Regions from separate parts of the Anser cygnoides genome. Here region 2 is linked to region 1. Evidence: chromatin contacts called from public Hi-C data. All regions are on one chromosome and are shown on one strand. The core of a region is the stretch at or near the end of the contact, and the rest is flanking DNA. Distances in the headings are between cores, read along the strand shown. Region 1 holds the start of PCYT1A (phosphate cytidylyltransferase 1A, choline). Region 2 overlaps TNK2 (tyrosine kinase non receptor 2).

Region 1 (5,260 bases), core at 2,188-4,687:
AGAGGATCTTTAGGTGAGCGGGAAGCCAAAAAACACTGGGGAAAGCCAACAGTCCTGTCGGAAACCGCCCGGTTCACCTAAAAGCAGCACAGTTCTGTTTCTGGTGGAAGCAACCTTAACGTTGATGGGAAGAGTGGGGGAAAACAGCTGTAGGTTTTCTCGACTACCTGTCCGGTGGATGGCACGCAAGCGCTCTCCCTGCCCTGATGTTACAGGCTAGACCGTGCTGAAGGAGCCTCTGCAGAGTCTGGAGAGCTTGGCTGGGCACCTCAGGAGTGACGCAGCTCTGTTAATTACTCAAATTAATGCAGAAATTAAGCAGTAATTTTACCTCTTCGGGGCTCTAAAACCTTTACCCTGTGGCTAGCGCGTTTCCGGGAACTCCTCCCAGCACCAGTTATTAATGAAAATAACTGGGAACAAGTTGTTTTGGAAAACAAGCCATACCTTACTGCGATAAAGCTCCTGCTCTTAGAGCAATTGTTTTTGACCCAAAGGACTAAAATAGCACCCTAAACAATTACTTCCTAACAATGGGATGCAGCATCTGTAGCTGAGCTGAACACATGAGCACGCATCTTTGCCTCCCCAAATGAGTAAAACACTGCCTGTTCTCAAATTAATTACACTTGCAGCAGATGGGGAGCGGGGAAGGAAAGATAGCTCTGAAAGCTTATTCTGAAAAACTCCACGACAAAGAACTGGCATCACCAGAAGAAACGGCCCTGTTGTAAAACATTAACACTGTTCCACTTTGCCTAACGCATCAACCTCTTGCAGAACCGAATCCGTGCTCGACATGACAAAGCGCTCTCTAGGAGCAAAGCTAACAAGTGCCCTATCAGGGAAGGCCCAAGGGGCAAATCCCAGCCTCTGCGCCACTTTACAGAACGCGTGGGGCCTTGCTTCCGAAACTCATCTCTTCGGTGTGCACCCTGCATCAAGGAAGTGCCCTCCATCACCCGCCTGCTGGCTCACCCCGAGCTGAGAGCTGCATGGGCTCTGCCAGGAGGAGCCGACTACGAAGCTCAGGGCATTTCCCACAGGAACGCAGCCACTTCTTGCGGGGGAGAAAGGACAGGCATTGAGCAGCACAAGGAAAATTAATTTTTTTTTCCCCTTAGCGCGAGTTAACTAATCATCATCTGAGCTGGAATTTCACCACAGCACCTGTGGCATACGGACAAGGTCCCAGAATTGGTGCAGCAAATCCTGTTGCTTACCAAAGCCTTACCTCAGGGACTGCTCCTTCCTGGGCAGCACTGATGTTTTGTTTAGCCCCCAGTGTAGGCATTCACAGTGTCGCAGGACCCTGCCTCGCGTGACACCACAGAAACAGAGCAGATATTCCTGCATCCCCAGCCCACTGACGGAACGGGGACCTGACTCATCTGCATTCTTTGTGTTTCGAGACTCGAGGGATTTCTCGAAGAATATTACGATTTGCAAATCTACGTGCAGCAGCAGGATTTCTCCTGCCGCTTCTGCTGCGTCCTGCTTGCAGATTCACACAACAAGGCAAAATAAAACCTGCTACTTAAACTCGAAACACGTACGGAACAAGAGGTGGCTGCCACAACCCCGTAAGCGCTCCAGCCCCGAGCTGTTGCATTTACCAGCAGAGGTGAAGGTCAGCAGGAGGCCGGCACACCGGGACACCGAGCCCCCGGCTCCGCAGCCTGCTCGCACGCTCCCGTCGCCCGCTGAACTCGGAAGGCGTTGTTAGCACGGTCAGATGTGACTGTCATGTGCTGCTCTGCCTACAAGATGATTCCACTATACAGAAGGCAAGCTATTTCTCTTCTGCTGACTCATCTGTAGGCAAATACTACTAAACTTTGCACTCTGGCAGCTGTCCGCGGCGAAGAATTGCCCTGACACATGGAAGGCACGAAGCGACAGCCTCAGGGAGAAGGAAGAGGTCCTGTCACCTCAGACAATTCCCCTGCCAGGCTGCAAAGCGCCCAACCTACCCTGCATTCCTCAGCCATGGGGAGAACAGACCTTGTATTCTGCTCTCCATCTCCAGCCCCCAATTTGTGATTAATCTCACTGGTATGCATCTCTGTAGAGATCCGCTGGAGACAGGAAGGCTCAGAAGAAGTTAATGACAAGGCTCATCACATACTCCTCTAGATACTGATGAAAGGCTGTTTACAAGACGGGGGTTAACCCGTACGTAATTACTGGGAGAGATCAGGATCTCTCTTCAGTCGGTGTTTAAAAATCTTGCCCAATCTCCACGCCAACCTCATTCACAGCCCAGCCTTGCCCAGTGCCCCAGACCGAGGGCACCGGCACAAAAAGCGAGTGGAAACGGCCCAGACTGCGGCTGTCCCCGCGCTCGGTGCCTGCTCTGCTCCAAGCCCTCCAGCCCCTCGCAAAGGTTCGGCGGGGTCTGGCACACACAGAGCCCTGCCCACACTCAAAACACGGGCTGCTTCGGCTGCTTGCGATGTGTTAGCAGCCACACGCAGATCTGGTACCAGCACTCTGCGGTCAGTGGAAGGATGCCGGGCGCCACCCGAGCCCCAAAGGCTCGAGGTGATTCTCCCCACCGCCGCCACGGCTGAGCAGGGTGCTGTGTGATCACCGAGGCTGTGCTGCTATGAGGTATAAAAAAATAAAGGAATTGCCGGCAGGACCTTTTCGGTGAATTCGCAGCCCTGCTGGGCACACCGTAACCTGGGGCACCGAGCGCCCCGGCACGCAACAAGGTCTCTGCTGTGGTTTGCAGGAGCAGGTTTCTGGAGCATATCGCAGGTTTGGGGCTTGCTCAGGGGCCGTAATGTACAAGGACGGGCGGTCGTTCTGCCTGGCTTTCGGGTTGCTCCTCGTGTTTTAGGGTCCGCCAGCAGCGCCTACTGAGAGCTGGGTGCCAGCCTCCCTCAGGAGGGCTGCCCATCGCCACCAAGCCCCCCAGCCGCCTTCAGGGCTCACCCTGCGGTAACACCGAGACCATTACAACCCCCCCGAGACCACTGCAACCCCCTCCTCGCGCTAGGAACCTGCCAACCCATAAATTTTCCTAACCCTGCGATTACCCTCCGCTAAGCACCGCGCAGGCATTCACAACACGTCTCACCACCAAACCCAGCGGCCACCCTCCGACCAACCCCCCCCTTTCGGACCGTGCCCTGTCCGAACCGCTGCCCCCCCCCGGTCCCTAATTCCGACCCCATTAACCCGCCCGCCCCCCCGGCTGCGGGGCGAGCACCGCCCGGTGCAGCCCCCCCGGGGCCCTCCCGGTGCGGGTCCCGCTCCCCCGTCCCCCCCTACCTTCACCCGGTGCCGGAGCCCTGGAGCCGGAGCCTGCCGGTGCCGGTGCCGGTCCCGCCCCGCTGCCGCCAACGGGGCGCGGGCGGAGCCGCCGCGCAGGGCCCGGGCCGCAGGAAGGGACCGGCGGCGCCTCGGGAAACCGCGGCCCGAAGCCGCGTTCCGGGCCCGCAGCGTCCCCGCCGCCTCCCTCCGGGCCCCGGCTGCTCCTCGGCCGGCCGAGGCGGAGGGGTCGGGGCGGGGGTGCCGCAGGGTTTGGCCGCTGGGTGACAAGGTCAGCGGGTGGCTGGGGTGTGCGGGAGAACGCCGCGGCCCGCAGCCTCGCTACGGCAGGGCAAGCATCGAGGATAAATGGTGCAAGTTATCGGGGGGGTACTGCGTCCCGGGACCGGCTGCAGGACCCCCGGTGCTCGCCCTAAAGGCTGACAGGGACCAGGCTGTGTTGTTCGCAGCCCCTTGGTTTTTCTTCAGGGGAAACACTACCCCTTACCCTGCTGCTGTTACGGGTAACTGGAGTTACCAGACTTAGACCTGTGCTTTGTGCAATGCCTTTGTGAAGCAGGTGTTAAAAACCTCCAAAACCAGAACACCCGCAGTGCAAAAAAAATCATGATTTAATTACTGTGACTTGATAAAAACATCAATACAAGTCTGAGGGTATATATAATCTCTCAGTGAATTTTTTTAATGGGTTGTTTCACTGTTTTCCAAAGCTTGTGGACTCTCAGGTTCACACACACTTAGTGGTGCCATTACATCCTCGGCAGCTCATTTAACGTGTCACAGATACAAAGACATCAGGGAAGCCACCACCTATTTCCCATCAGAGGTAAATTAGATGAAGCTGCTTTCACACAAACCTATTACAGAAATAGCAGCGTACTTGTTTCAGGATTGTAGACAGAAGAGTGATTCTAGAAGATGAACCATAATTTTTGACTTCTCTGCTAAAAGATGCACGGGCAGTGTGTGTTCTGCTCTAACAGTTGGTGAGGGTGGGATTCAGGATTCACCGTGCTAAGCTTTAGCACTGCAAGAACCATTCATGCAGTTGAAATTGTTCAGCTATGCTTCTTCCTCAGTCAGCACAGAGAGAGAACGGGCATCACAAGAGAGCAACTCCTCCTGTCTTACACTGGGCATTTCAGATGCATTCCAGTAGCACCCATCTCTCAGGAACCAACCTCATCCTCTAACTTTTGGGGAGATAAGAGATTTTGGAGCTCCTTTTCTGATTTACAGCAGCCTTTTCTATTGTTCCTTTCAAGGCTCGAGTCCTAACAATTTTGGTCTCCAAATATCCAACTGCGTATCCTGAAACAGTTACAGAAAGGCAAAGATTGAGAAAGCACTGCAATATCTATTGAATTGGGCACTGAGCAATGATTATTCAACATTTCCACAGGTGCCAAATTGCACAGAACCAACGAGGAGATACAGCTGGAAGTTTGGGCACTTGGTGGGGTGTGCAGGCTACTGCCTTGAACTATTGTCCTAAGTAACTTGTCTTCTTGTCAATTAATATCATTGCATGTGACACTTGGCTGGGACTGACAACATAATTCTTACAGAAGTCATAGTAACAAGTCTGGATAGCCAGAATTAGAGATCAGCTTTATTGATTAATTTACAAAGAATCCTCAGAAAATGCTTATCTGAGAAGCACTGATGAGCAATCAAGGCTAGTGCATTTTGCAGAGTGGAGAAAAAGAATAAGCGGTGGAAATAGCAAGGGTAAACACACAGGAGAGAAACAGTAAATACACAGATTTATTAAGTTACATTTCTTAGAAATATTTCATTCACTTCAGAAAATTAACAGAAGTAAAAGTAACAGAGCTCTTTTACAACAAAAGTTGGGTTTGCCCTAGAAACAATGGCTATTGGCAGTATACTTTTTAGGACAAAACCAGTACGCTACATAAAAACAAATTTAAATAAAGGAGATAATAATAATGTGCTTAAAGCTATATTAATATCCACA
Region 2 (4,935 bases), core at 2,318-4,817, 70 kb before region 1:
GGCACTCCACGCGGGACTTCAGCCCCAGGCAGAAGAGCTGCTCCACCTGCAAGGGGACAGGGCGCGAGGACGGGGGGGGGGGTGGCAGGGGCGCTCCCACCCCCGCGGGAGCTGGCGATGGCGCCGCAGCGTGCCGTACCTTCAGGTACTGGATGGCCCGTTGGACGTTCCAGCCGTGGTTCTGCAGGGCCGCCTGGCACTCCTCGGTGGTGACGCCGTGCACCATGTCCTGCACCTGGGGGAGGCTGACGGTCACCGCGTGCCACCAGCAAGGAGCTGGGGGGGGGGGGGGGGGGGCGGGTCAGGACACCAGGGATGCCCCCCCATGACTCCGTCCCCAGCTAGGAAGAGCTGGGCACCAGCAGCAGGGAGTCAAGGTGGGATTTCTGCCTCCTGCGCTGGGGTGCAGATCCCCAGCCACCTCCCTGTGCCCAGCAGGGACGGCCACCTTCCTCCCCCTTCCATGGGGCCAAGCCGTGGGTAGGGCTAATTTGAGTTAAAAGGTTCTCCAATCCCCATTTTGGGGCTGCTTTTTGCATGCCTGGGGACCCCTCGCAGCCACCCACTTGGGGACCGAACACGGGGAAACCGAGGCACGGGATAGGGATGGCTGTTGCCCAAGCGACACAACAAGCCCACGGCCACCCGGCCAAAAGCCACCGCGTCCCCCGATGAAGCCGCTTACCAGCCGGATCTTCTCGGAGGGGCGGTAGCCATCCGGCCCATCGTAGACAATCTTCTGGAGGCTGCAGGAGGCTTTCACCAGGCACTTGGGCCCGAGGTTGCTGTTGTTGGAGGAGAAGTTGGCCTTGTAGTCCGGCTGCTGCTGCACCATGGGCCGGACGGTGGCCGTGGTGACCACGCGGGACGCCGGTGCCTCCTCGGGGCTTTTGGCCTCCTTGAAAAACTTCTCGTACTTGTCCAGGTAGGCAGGGCGCTCGGGCAGCAGGTAGTAGTGGGTGCTGCTGACCTTCTGCCCGTCCTTCACGATGGGCAGGATGCAGGGCCCCTTGGAGCAGTCCTTGCCCTGCGCCTGGATCACCTTGGGGGTGGCGTATTTGGGGTCGAGGGCGAAGCTCTGCGTGGTGGGCATGGGCTTCCCCGGCGAGGTGGAGAGGCAGGAGCACAGGGCGCCGCGCTGCTGGGGGGAGCCCACCTGCAGGGCCATGGGGCTGGGCGTCCGCGAGGTGGGCTGCGACAGCGGGTCCCGGGGGGGAATCTGGGGCGGCCGGTCCTCCTCGCCCCCCGAGGCCGGGGACAGCTCCCCCGACCAGCGCCCGGGCTCGTTGCGGCGCAGGGGCCGGGGCGGGATGGGGACGCGGGGAGGGATTTGGGGTTTGTCATCTGCCGGGCAGGCGGCCGGCCCCCGGGGCACGTTGAACCTCTTCATGCACTCCTGCTGCAGCTCCTCGAAGATCTCGGTGGTCTGCGTCAGGCTGGGCTGCTTGGCCTCCTTGGGGGGCAGGAAGAGGTTGTCCTCCAGCCCCGCCGCCCGCTCGCCCTCGTCCACGAAGCCGTAGTTGGTCTCGCCCCGCTCGCGCGCCCTGGGCAGCCCGGCACGGCTGCCCCGCCGCCCGGGGGGGCTGTTGATGGAGCACACCTCGAAGTCGTCCTCGTCCTGCGCCACGTCGTCGTAGGCGGGCGGCGGGGGCAAGGGCCGCGCGTCCCAGTCCACCACCGGCGTGGGGTGGAGGGGTCGGGGCAGGGCTCGCGTGGGGCTCTGCGGGGGGGTCTTGTCCAGCAGCGAGAAGGCCTCCATGGCCAGCTTGGCGAGGGAGGGGGCCGTCAGCTCCCCCACGGGCGAGGGGCTGGCGGGGGGCACCTCCTCCCCGAAGTCGATGAGGGTCACCTCGCCGCTCCCCGGTCCCTCGCTGGGCGGCCGGCCGGGCTGCCGCTCGCCCACCTTGGTGCCGGGCACGCGGGCAGAGGGCTTGGCCAGCCGCAGACCCTTCCCCGGGCCCGGCTTCTTCAGGCAGAGTTTTCGGAAGCCAGACGACAGGCCCTCGTCCTCCTCGCTGACCGGGTCGTAGGAGGGCTCTAGGATGCAAGGGAGAAGGCGGTGAGGGTCCCATCGCGTCACCCACCAACACCCCCAACTCCCGTCCCCAGGTGGGGACAACCCTCCTTGGGAATGACTCCAGATCCCAACTGCCCTCCTTCCCGAAGCCGCGGCGAGACCCCAGCATACAGGAAGCTCCCCCAAACCCATGGCACGGCAGCCTCAGCTCCACCACTCCGTGCCTCCTCGCCCCACTCCCACCTTGGCCACAGCAATGCTTGCCTTCCTGGGGCAGGATCCGGGGAGGGGGACGGGGGGTTGCACCCGAGGTGCCCCTGCCCTTCCCCACCCCCTGGGACCCTGCCCTGTCTCCCCCTTGCTCCACGGCCACCCCAGCGCATGCCACGCTGCAGCCATGCCCGGTCCAGCGGCACCCGGGTCAGTACCGGAGGCGGGTGGCCCCTCGGAGCGGTTAGTCCCCGCCGGTCCCTCCAGGGAAGACGTGCGAGGAGGGGGACAAGCCTGGAGATGCCCAGGGGCAGGCAGCACGGGCGGCACCATCTCCCCGGGGACGCCTGCCCCGGGTTTGGAGGGCTGGGGACGCGTTCCTCCGCGGGGAGCAGAGCCGCGCTGTCACCCGCGGGTGCCCGGCGGTGCCCGTGCGTGCCGGCGAGGGCCGGGGGCTGCCCCGGCTGAGAAGCGCACAGCACGCCCCGAGTACCTTGGAAGAAAGGAGCTAAGAGAGAAGAGAGGGGGGCACGAGCAGGGCTGGCGGCTCCCAGAACAGCCCGACTTACTCGTAAGCAGGATTGAAGGCTGAGGCGGGCGCGGAGGCGGCTGCCCTGCAGGAGAAGAGAGAGCCCGAGAGCAGGGGAGGCGCAGGGGGAGCGCGGGGAGCAAGCGGCAGCCGGGGCGGTTGTTAGCGGGGGCGCGGTGCATGCTTCGTACCCCCTCCAGCCGCTGCTGGCCGGGAGCAGATGCTGGTGGCCCCCCCCCCCCCCCAGCTCCCCCCGGATTGCAGATTTAGGGGGTTGGTGGCACTCGCGCTGTGTCTGACCTCCCTCCCCGCCCGGGGACGTCGCGGCTCCGACTGCGCCGAGCCGATCTCCCCCGCAACGGGGAGCCCTGCCCCGGGAGGGGACGAGGGGCCCGGCCGAAGGCCAGCGGGGCAGAGTCCAGCCTGGCGGGGCTGGGCAGAGCCGCCCACACCGCTGGCACGCGCCGTCACCCCGGCTCCCTGCCACCCGGGGCTGCAGCAAGCGAGTGGCAGCAGAGAGACAGAGCGGAGGGGACGGAGGGACAGATCCTGCCCGTCACCCAGGTGAAAGGGCGCAGCTCCCGGCGCAGAGAGAAGGGACTTTGCGCAGCTGACGGGCTGGAGGCAGGGGGTGCAGGGGGAAAAGCTGCTTACTTTTAGCCCTTCCTGGAAGCTGGGTGGGTCTGGCAGCAGTCAGGTCCACACCTAAAATGTCAGGAGGGTCCATGGGATTTCCCAGGTACAGCCTGCGGGGAGAGAGAAGAGCGCCGCGGGGGCTCAGCGGGGCGCTGCGCAGGGCCCCCGCACTCCCCACGCTTGCAGCACGTGCTCGGGCGCACGTTCAGCACACCCCCGCCTACGGTGGGGGGCTGCTGGGGGGCGAGAGGAGGAAAAACCTGCCCCTTGCTATGAGTTGGGGACACGGGGAAGACCCCACAGCCCCTCCACCAAGCACCGTGCCCCGCAGGGAGATCCACATCCCGCTGCGAGCGCCGTCCCCGTGACTGCTGGCTGCCCGGGGATGCACCCCGAGAGGCTTTTCCCTCCAGGGCACAGCCCCCCGGTGCCATCCCGGTGCCACCCATCCCCTCCCCGGCTCCGACACCCATCGGTGCACAACGTGCCACGCACACGAGGCACGGAGAGCCGCGGTGCCGCACCGGGGTGCTCGGGGGTGCCGCGTGCGCCCGGGGCACGGCGGGAGCAGCGCGGCGGGAGGCCCGGGCGAGCCGTCGCAAGCCAGGCGTGGTGAGGCAGGGAGCCGGCGGAGCCCCAAGGCCTGGGCGTGTGCCGGGCTCGGTGCGTTCTCCGCGGCCCGGACGGCACGTACCCAGGGCGCGTGCCCACGCAGCGGGGCGCGGGGAGGCCTGCCGGGGCACGAGGCGCGCACGCGCGGCGATGAAACGCTCCGGGGGGGCCGCCGGGACACGGCCCCGTGGGGACGGGGGCAGAATGGGATCGAGAGTACCAGCGGGGCCGTATCGGGCCGGGGTGCCCAACGGCCACGGGGATCGCCGGCCCATGGGATGCGGTGAGACGGGCGCGGGAGCTGGCTCGGCCCAGCGGGAGCTTTCCAGGCTTTGAAATCGTACCCTGCCCCCCCCCAAGCAGCCCTCCCACGGCCCCCCCAGCCCCAGCGCTGGCAGAGAGCCGCCGTGACCCCGCAGCAAGCCAGCGCACCCTGCCCACAGCTTCCTGGGCGCTGCGGCACCCCGGGGTGCGGGGTCCTGGCACCCAGCTCCTGCCAGGACACGCTGCACGATGCCCGGCCCCCCCTTTTTTCTTTTTTTTTAATATATATATTTTGCTTTTTAAGAGGACACACGCTGTTAAAAGCACGCGGCCAGGCTGCACGCTCACACCGACTCCCCTCCAAGCACACGATGCCCCAGGACACCCCAAAAACGTCGGCAGCCACCTCTGGGGGGACATTTCCCCCGTCCCTATGCAGCAGGGGTGCTGCGAAGCACCGAGGGGCCACGAGGCTGGGACGAGGGGCTCCGTGCCCAGCCTGGCCCCACACCCCATCACGAGCAGCCCCACCAGCACAGCTCCGCGGCCCCCAAGCTCCCCCCCATGCAGCGCCCGACCCCGTTAGTGAGAAGAGGCGAGGGAGTTAGTCAAGCTGCGGGGACCCTGCCAGGAGCCACCAGCCCCAGCACACCAGGGAGGAAGAGGA

What was found. A called contact is a pair of places that touch in the nucleus more often than the background predicts.
Region 2: a contact with region 1 is called in a Hi-C map of liver, with 3 times the contacts expected there. The contact joins the enhancer-like site here to the promoter of PCYT1A in region 1. A contact is called at or near these places in 2 of 7 Hi-C or Micro-C datasets (blood and liver).

The regions. Positions count from the first base shown.
Region 1 is chr9:16,485,475-16,490,734 of Taihu_goose_T2T_genome, reverse strand. It overlaps PCYT1A (phosphate cytidylyltransferase 1A, choline), which reads right to left and starts at 3,437. Exons shown (of 9, transcript XM_048076771.2): 1 at 3,280-3,437. It also overlaps a transcript of DYNLT2B not described here.
Region 2 is chr9:16,555,838-16,560,772 of Taihu_goose_T2T_genome, reverse strand. TNK2 (tyrosine kinase non receptor 2) reads right to left here. Exons shown (of 17, transcript XM_067002063.1): 12 at 3,411-3,502; 13 at 2,797-2,841; 14 at 686-2,037; 15 at 140-235; 16 at 1-46. Among named protein-coding and RNA genes, the nearest start is that of MUC4, 8.0 kb to the left of the region's middle. Within about 2 kb of position 3,567, at least 1 of the 3 cell types and tissues checked has open chromatin away from gene starts, as enhancers often do. A contact at or near this core is called in liver, where this site is marked.